Linked DNA regions of Sus scrofa: region 2 is linked to region 1. The links are chromatin contacts, called in public Hi-C maps. All regions are on one chromosome and are shown on one strand. Each heading gives the region's core, a stretch centred on a gene start, on an enhancer-like site or on the middle of the called end of the contact. The rest is flanking DNA. Distances are from core to core; before and after follow the strand shown.

Region 1 (4,068 bases), core at 1,043-3,542:
AGCCACAAGCTGAGCCACAAAGGGAACTCTGCATCTCAATTTAAATGACTGGAAGTTGGTAGTCAACCTCAGCTAAGCAACCATAGCATGCAAAACACCATCAAAAAAAAAAAAAAAAAAAATACATACCAAAAAAACTCTTGGGAGTTAAAAAAAAAAAGAGGCAATGACCATCACATCCTTCAAGGAGCTCATAATCTAAAGCATGAGTAGCTACCAGGTCCAGAAAGCCTTAAACCCGCTTCCTCATGGAATCATTTCAGCAAAGGTTTCGTCATTCCCAACGCCAGCTATTATTAAAGACTCCATTTCATACAATTAAAACATTAAATATATTTTACTTTCAGAGTTTCATGTTTTTATTCTGAAAAGTTGTTTCATCTCCCTTTCATAAATCTGCTGTTAAGCACTCAGGATAAAGTGGAATTAGAGCATAGCGAATTGTAGAGAACCTATTTAGGAGACTTGTTTTTTCTACTTGAAGTATAAAATATCTTTAAAGCCAATACTTAAATGATATCTTAGATTATCACACATTCTTATCTAGGCTCTATTTAGTTTTGGAATATTCATAGAATGACATCTTGAAGTGCCTTTTTTTGCAAGACAGAGTCTAGATAAACACAGAAGCTTTCTAAAAACAATTAAGGTTTCCCTCAAGATTTATAATAGCTGTAAGGTTATCTAAAATTATATCTATGCATCCAGTTTTTAGCAAAGATCAGCAAATACAAACAGTTTTAACTCAAGCACTCTCTTTCCATTAAAGAGGTCAATATTTTTATGTTATACCACAGTTTCTGGGATATATACTCCAAAAATGTATCCTTCCAGCAACTAATTCTGGAACACATATCCATTTTAGGATCAACTATTTGAGTTAATACATTTTCCTTGATAATGAAGGAATGTCAACGTCTTTTTGGCTCTGGAAAGTCTGATGTTATTGGAGAAAGCAAGTGGAATTTGTAGCCAACGTGCCATGGATTGGAATTCGACTCTGCCATTGCCTCTCCGCATGCCTTTGGCAAATCCTGTCATGTGACATCTGTAAAATGAAGATGATAGGATCCACCCTGGAGAATGACTGCATAGATGAAAGGAGATAATTAACACAGTGGTCCCAGCACACTATGTGTTCCAGAAATGTTGGCCCTCCGTGTTCTCTCCTGTCTTGTGAAAAAGACAAGGGAATGCCCACATAAACAAATACACAATTTCCATTAAATGTTTGTACACACACGCACTCACACACACACACACAAATTGGCTTTGCCATTTACTAAATTTTCTTCTCTGCATGGTAAATTATAATCTTGGTTAAAGTGTTTCACAAAATATCTCATGAAAGGAGTTCCCAGGCTCAGCAGAAACGAACCTGACTAGTATCCACGAGGACGCAGGTTCGATGGCCTTCATCAGAGGGTTAAGGATCTGGCATTGCCGTGAGCTGTGGTGTAGGTCGCAGATGAGGCTTGGATCTGGCATTGCTGTGGCTGTGGTGTAGGCCGGCAGCTGCAGCTCCCGATTTGACCCCTAACCTGGGAACCTCCAAAAGCAACAGGTACGGCCCAAAAAAGACAAAAAAAAAAAAAAATCTCATGAGAACGTTGTTTAAAAAATTAAAACTGGAGTTCCTATTGTGGCTCAGTGGATTAAGAACCCAACATAGTGTCTATGAGGATTCGGGTTTGATCCCTGGCCTCACTCAGTGGGTCAAGGATCTGGTGCTGCCACAAGCTACAGTGTAGACCTGTGAGCTGAAGCTCCGATTCAACCCCTAGCCTGGAACTTCTATATGCCTCAGGAGTGGCCATAAAAAGAAAAATAAATAAATAAATAATTTAAAAAATGAAAACTCATGAGGAAAAATGGAGAACAATCCATTCTTAAGCTTATTAATACAACCAAGGGCTTCATCGCTATACCCAAGTGCTTAGCGGTTTCTGCAACCAAGGTAAGCAGCTATGACCTATATTTTATGATGTGGATGTGACTAAAAAGTCAGCAGGTTGTTGGATGAAGCCAGAAAGGCACGCTTATCACATCTGCCACTAAGCTAAGAGGAGCAGCTCACACAGAAAATAACAGAAGCAAGAATCAAAAACATTTTGTCAAACTTGAAATCAGCAGACACCATTCATCACATTTACATTTCAAAGTCCTACGGTAATGGCTCTTGTTGCTATAAGGCTGCTTGTTTTCATAGATCTCAGACACCGGATGGAGAGACTTAGCTTTGCCAGGAGATCACGTGGATGAGAACAGGGTGAACCGATCACCTTCCCAGCCAGCAGTTTGCTGCAGCTTCCAAAAATGACAATGCTAAACACTAACGCAGCAACATGGCATGAGGTGCTGAAGTAACAGTTCCCATATTTTCAGCCCTGGCCCTCCGATATTCTTGAGCCAAACCTGGCCCGCACCTGTTTTGGTATGGCCCACGAGCGACAAATGGGTTTTGTGTTTTTAAATGGTTGAAAGAAAGCAAAAGAATAAATTTCATGACATGCGCAAATGATATGAAATTCAAATTTCCAGGTCTATACATAAAATTTTATCAGAACACAGCCATGCCTGTTCGTGTATATATCGTCTCTGCCTGCTTTTGTGATGCAAGGTCAGAACTGAGCTGTTGCAAGAGTTGTTGCAACCTTACGGCCTGCAATTCTAAAATAGTTCTATCTGGCCTTTTACAGAAAAGGTTTATTGACCCTTGCTCTGGAGCACGGCGTTCAATATTTTTGAAAGGGCAAAAACAGAGGAGATCCACGTCCATGGGGGTGGGAAGGGACTCGGGAAACTCTTTCTTAAGGTGAATTGTCGAGGGGATTGTGGATATTACGCCAACAGAATAGAAAATCAAAGGACAACATTATAGTTTTCTTTAAATATTATAGTTTTCTTTAAAGAGCCTGCATGGGGAAGTGGCTTGTGTTTGTGTAACTATAGAAGGGAAAATGACAAGTTCTAGAGAGGCAGACATCAACTAAACATTAGAAAGAGTCTTCTCTCACAACGAAGTAGACAATCACAGAGGCCTTATCGCAAGACAGCCAGCACCCCGCCATGCTGGTATTTAAGCTAAAAGGCAAGGTGAGAGCCATGCAAGATGACAACAGAAAGGATTCTTACAGTGGGTAGGAAGCTGAACTGTTTCAATACTCATGTTCTCTCTACAATTTTATCTCAGAAGAAGAAAAGGATCAGAGCTCCTGCTGTGGCAAAATGGGATTGGCGGGCATCTTGGGAGCACTGGGACAAAGGTTCAATCCCCGGCCAGCAAGTGGGTTAAGAATCCAGGGTTGCTGCAGCTGCGGCTTAACTCGGATCTGATCCCTGGCCCTGGAGCTCCATATGCCACAAGGTGACCAAAAGTGGGAAAAAATGAAGGAAGGAAGATGCAACCAAGGTAAGCATATGGGAAGGGAAGGGAAGTGAGAGACAGAGAGAGAGAGAGAAGGAAGGAAAGAAAGAAAGGGAATGATCATAAGGAGTTCCCTGGTGGCCTAGTCAATAAAGGATCCTGCATTGTCACTGCTGTGACCAGAGCCACAGCAGTGATGTGGGTTCGAGCCCTGGCTTGGGAGCTTCTGCATGCTACAGGAGCAGCCAAAATAAATTTAAAAAAAATTTTTTTTAATTTTTTAATAAAAAATTTTTAAAAAGAAAGAAAATGGGAGTTCCTGTCATGGCGCAGTGGTTAACGAATCCGACTAGGAACCATGAGGTTGAGGGTTCGGTCCCTGCCCTTGCTCAGTGGGTTAAGGATCTGGCATTGCCGTGAGCTGTGGTGTAGGTTGCAGACGCGGCTCGGATCCCGCGTTGCTGTGGCTCTGGCGTAGGCTGGTGGCTACAGCTCCGATTAGACCCCTAGCCTGGGAACCTCCATATGCCACGGGAGCGGCCCAAGAAATAGCAAAAAGACAAAAAAAAAAAAAAGAAAGAAAATGATCATAAGCAACAAATGAGAGCTTAATGACAGATCAATGGAAACAATTTCTACTATCGCATTCAACTATGGACAGTCCTTGCATGGAAATATATATTCATACATGTACATGTATA
Region 2 (4,045 bases), core at 863-3,362, 180 kb before region 1:
TCAAGGAGACCCAGCTCTGTCCTACTACCCATGTTTGAAGATATACAAAAACTGAAGACATGATTGGAAAGAAATTTCCCTGACTGTTCCAGTTGATAAGCATACCTTATAAGGACCCAAACTTCTGAGCAAATTCCTACTAACAAAGTTTTTAAAAAACTCAGATGACAAAGGATATCATTAACACAACAATTCCTTTCAGGAATATTTGTGGCCCTATAAGGCTTGGAAGCAGAATTTTTTTTTTTTTTTTTTTTGGACATTGCTTCTGTAACATGGGAGGGACTATTTCCCTTTCTTCATTATGAAAAAAAAAATTTTTTTAGGGACACACCCATAGCATATAGGTTCCCAGGCTAGGGTTCAAATCAGAGCTACAGCTGCCGGCCTACACCACAGTCACAGCAATGCCAGATCCGAGCCGTGTCTGCAACTGGCAATTCTGGATCCTTAACCCACTGAGGGGGGCCAGGGATCGAACTCACATCCTCATGGATACTAGTCAGGTTCATTACCGCTGAGCCACAACAGGAACTCCTGAAAAAAAATTTTTATAAAAAAGAAATTCCCCCCCACATTATGAAAATTTAAACCTTCAACCAGGCTTAAAAAATCCAGGCAGCAGATCCACATATAGTTTTATAATTCTATTTTTAGAGCCAAATATAGCATATTTGGTACATGAGAGCTTTGAGGCTAAACTAACCCAGAATTGGAGTTTCCTTCATGGCTCAGTGGCTTGGATCACACGTTGCTGGGGCTGTGGTTGTGGTGTAGGCTGGCAGCTATAGCTCTGACTCGACCCCTAGCCTGGGAACTTCCATATGCGGTGGGTACAGCCCTAAAAAGCAAAACAATTTTAAAAAATTAAAAAAATAAACTAATTCAGAATCAAGTCCTAAGGGTGACACTTGTTCTGATTGTAGGCAAACCACTTGCTCTTATTAGGCCTAAGTTCTCAGCTGTAAAATGGGGATAATGACAGCTGTGTGAATGGATTTAACAAGGTCATGGCTATAGCGAGGTCAGCAGGAGGCTGGGCTCATGTTAGGTAAACAGTCCTGCAAATACCCCTATTATTCCGCTCACCATTACTAGCCATTACCCCCAACACTATCATCACTACTATTATTATTATTACTATTATCCCTACGGCTCCCCTCTCTCGAAGAAGTGACTTCCTAGTTGGGGCCTGCTGGTTTACCCTCTACCCTCTTTGCCTTCCTTTTGCAGATCAGAGGGGCATCTGAGAGCCTGCTTGCTCCACCTGTACTTTGCAAAAGGGCCATTAGATGGGGCCCTCCCATCACCGCCCAAGTCAGCAAGTGGCTCTGATTCTGGACTTTGGAACCTGGGCAAAAGGTGTGAGAGGACTATTGAATTCTGTGATTAGGGCTCAGATTGGCCAAATGAACCCACTGGCTCCAGTCAAGAGGTCGCTCAGGGTCTGCCACAAAGCAAACACCACAGCCCCCATGGGCTGCCTATGTCTGTGATAAGCTAGGTCACCGGCCTGAAGAAGAAGGCGTCCTCCCTTAGAACACAGAGCTCAGTACTGAAGAGGCAGCATATTTGAATCACTAATCAATCCACTTCCAGAAAATGATTTTTTTTTTTTTTTTTTGTCTTTTTGTCTTTTCTACGGCCTCTCCACAGCATATGGAGGTTCTCAGGTTAGGGGTCCAATCGGAGCTGTAGCCACCAGCCTACGCCAGAGCCACAGCAACGTGGGATCCAAGCCACGTCTGCAACCTACACCACAGTTCATGGTAACGCCAGATCTTTGACCCATGGAGCGAGGGCAGGGATTGAACCTGTAACCTCATGGTTCCTAGTCGGATTCGTTACTGCTGAGCCACTACGGGAACTCCAGAAAATGACTTTAAAGACTCCTTGGGAGAAAATTCAAAATCACATTAAAATTTCAGGAGGTGAGTGGTCACTGGTGGAATAATTGGCACTTTTCAGGCTCCTCCTCCTTCCAGGCTCACGCTGACCAGTGTTAGTTACAGACCACCCGTCTGGACACCCCTGTCCTCACTTCAGAGAACCCCATGGACCATGGTCCAGGTTCTGCTTTACTCTAACTCATGTCCATGTCTCCATGACTAAGCTAACTCATGTCTTAGTGTCCACATGGACAACTCATGCAATGCCACACGCCCAACCGCCTAATTCCTTTTCCACTTCTCCTCCAATGACCTTTACCTCCATTCGACCCCCTTCCCACTTCCTCCCCATTCCCAAAGCCCCACTCTGGTTTTGAATCTCCTGGAATCAGTCCACTTCTGAAATCTGAAAACTCTAGGTACTTTTTCCCCAAACTCAGACTCAGTCCTCTCATTCTCACTCCCAGGATCCCTCCTCCTTGACCTGGCTGAGCTCCCCAATCCCCGAGAGCCTCTAATGGACTCAGAGCTCACAACGACCTTCCCCTTCTCCTTCCACTTTTCCATACTCTGCTGAACCCACCCTGAAAGCAAATCCCAAATCAATTCAACCGTTTCCTCTGTGCTGACATGCAGGCTGCAAAGCACAGCTGGGAAAATGATACCAATACTGAGGCTGGTGGCACAAACTCTTTTGAAATCTCCCAAATCACCAGACTGCCAAACCTTTCAAGCAATTCTTTTCCTCTTCTGGAGTTTCCCAAACATGTTATCTTTGACCTCCATCCTTCTTAAGCCCTTTCCCCGTCTCCTTCCCTTTCAGCAGATGACCTTTCTTCTCACGTTACTGGAAACTGGAGGCCAGTGACTTTTGGCCACCCCTTTCCTTTCTCTGTAGACATATCCTTAGCTGCCCTGCCCTCTCCTTCTATTTCAGGGGTTCATGAAGACCACTCACCCCCTGACTTCTGGGAATAGGCCCTTCCTCTTCCACTTTCAGACTCTCACTCACCTGCTGGCTCCTTCCTCTCGGTATTTGACGGTCAAGAGTTAATTCATGGTATTTTTTATCAATCAATGGGTGCATATTTTTTCCTTGTATCCCATGTCTTTCCCTGGGTTCACTTTTTTTTAAATGGCCATACCTGCGACGTATGGAAGTTCCTGGGCCAGGGAATCCGAGCCTCAGCTGCTGACCTACTCTGCTGTGGTAACGCTGGCTCCTTTAACCCACTGTGCAGGGCTGGGGATCGAAACTGCACCTCCCACCTCCTTGACCCAAGATGCCACAGTTGGATGGATTCTTAACACACTGAGCCACAGCAGGAACTCCTCCCTGGATTCACTTTGCAAAAGTATCCCCTCACTAATTTCTTGCATCTATCGCTACTAATCAGAAATCCACACTCAGGGTTCTTGCTGTCCCTTTTTATGTGGTCTGTCTTTCCTTTGAGGTAGCTTTTAAGAGCTTTAAAAAAAAACTGTTGATTCTCTGCAGTTTCATTACAATGCAACTAGATGTGGTTTTATTTTTGTGTATCTCCTTGGTATTTGAAGAAGTCTGAGAGTGGCCAGACTGCTTGGGGTCAAATCACACCACCTAGCTGTATGACCATGGGTAAGTAATATGTATTCTCTCTTTTCCAGTTAACTCACATGTAAAATGCTCTTATCTCAGGATTATAAGAGAACTGATGGATTGATACACTAAAGTACATAGAGTGGTGCCTGGAACAAAAGTGCTCAAGAAGTGTTGGTTATTATTATTTAAGAATAGCTCTCTCTATATATCTCTCTATATATTTGCTTTTTTTAGGGCTGCACGTGCGGCATATGGAAGTTCCCAGGTTAGGTGTTGAATCAGAGTTGCAGCTGCTGGCCTACGCCACAGCCACAGCCATGCCAGATCTGAGCTACGTCTGCCACCCACACCACAGCTCAAGGTAATGCCGGATCCTTAACCCACTGAGTGAGGACAGGGATGGAACCCGTGTCCTCACAGATTCTAGTCGGGTTTGTAGCCTGCTGAGCCGCCATGAGAACTCCTTGTTATCATTTAAAAAACTGATCCAAGGGGGTAAGGAAAACCCAGAGGAAAGAATATCTACAATATAAGAATTTATGACACCTCTAGAGAATAAGGAACAGCCAAGGCG

The links. A called contact is a pair of places that touch in the nucleus more often than the background predicts.
Region 2: a Hi-C map of liver shows a contact between it and region 1, with 6 times the contacts expected there. The contact joins two enhancer-like sites. A contact is called at or near these places in 1 of 5 promoter capture datasets (liver), 2 of 47 Hi-C or Micro-C datasets (both in liver) and 1 of 2 datasets of contacts at active chromatin or transcription factors (alveolar macrophages).

Annotation. Positions count from the first base shown.
Region 1 is chr12:13,759,490-13,763,557 of Sscrofa11.1, reverse strand. The region is part of intron 1 of PITPNC1 (phosphatidylinositol transfer protein, cytoplasmic 1); the gene reads right to left. Among named protein-coding and RNA genes, the nearest start is that of PITPNC1, 20 kb to the right of the region's middle. Within about 2 kb of position 2,292, at least 5 of the 83 cell types and tissues checked have an H3K27ac peak or open chromatin away from gene starts, as enhancers often do. A contact at or near this core is called in alveolar macrophages and liver, where this site is marked.
Region 2 is chr12:13,939,383-13,943,427 of Sscrofa11.1, reverse strand. The region is part of intron 5 of PITPNC1 (phosphatidylinositol transfer protein, cytoplasmic 1); the gene reads right to left. Among named protein-coding and RNA genes, the nearest start is that of NOL11, 94 kb to the left of the region's middle. Within about 2 kb of position 2,112, at least 7 of the 83 cell types and tissues checked have an H3K27ac peak or open chromatin away from gene starts, as enhancers often do. A contact at or near this core is called in alveolar macrophages and liver, where this site is marked.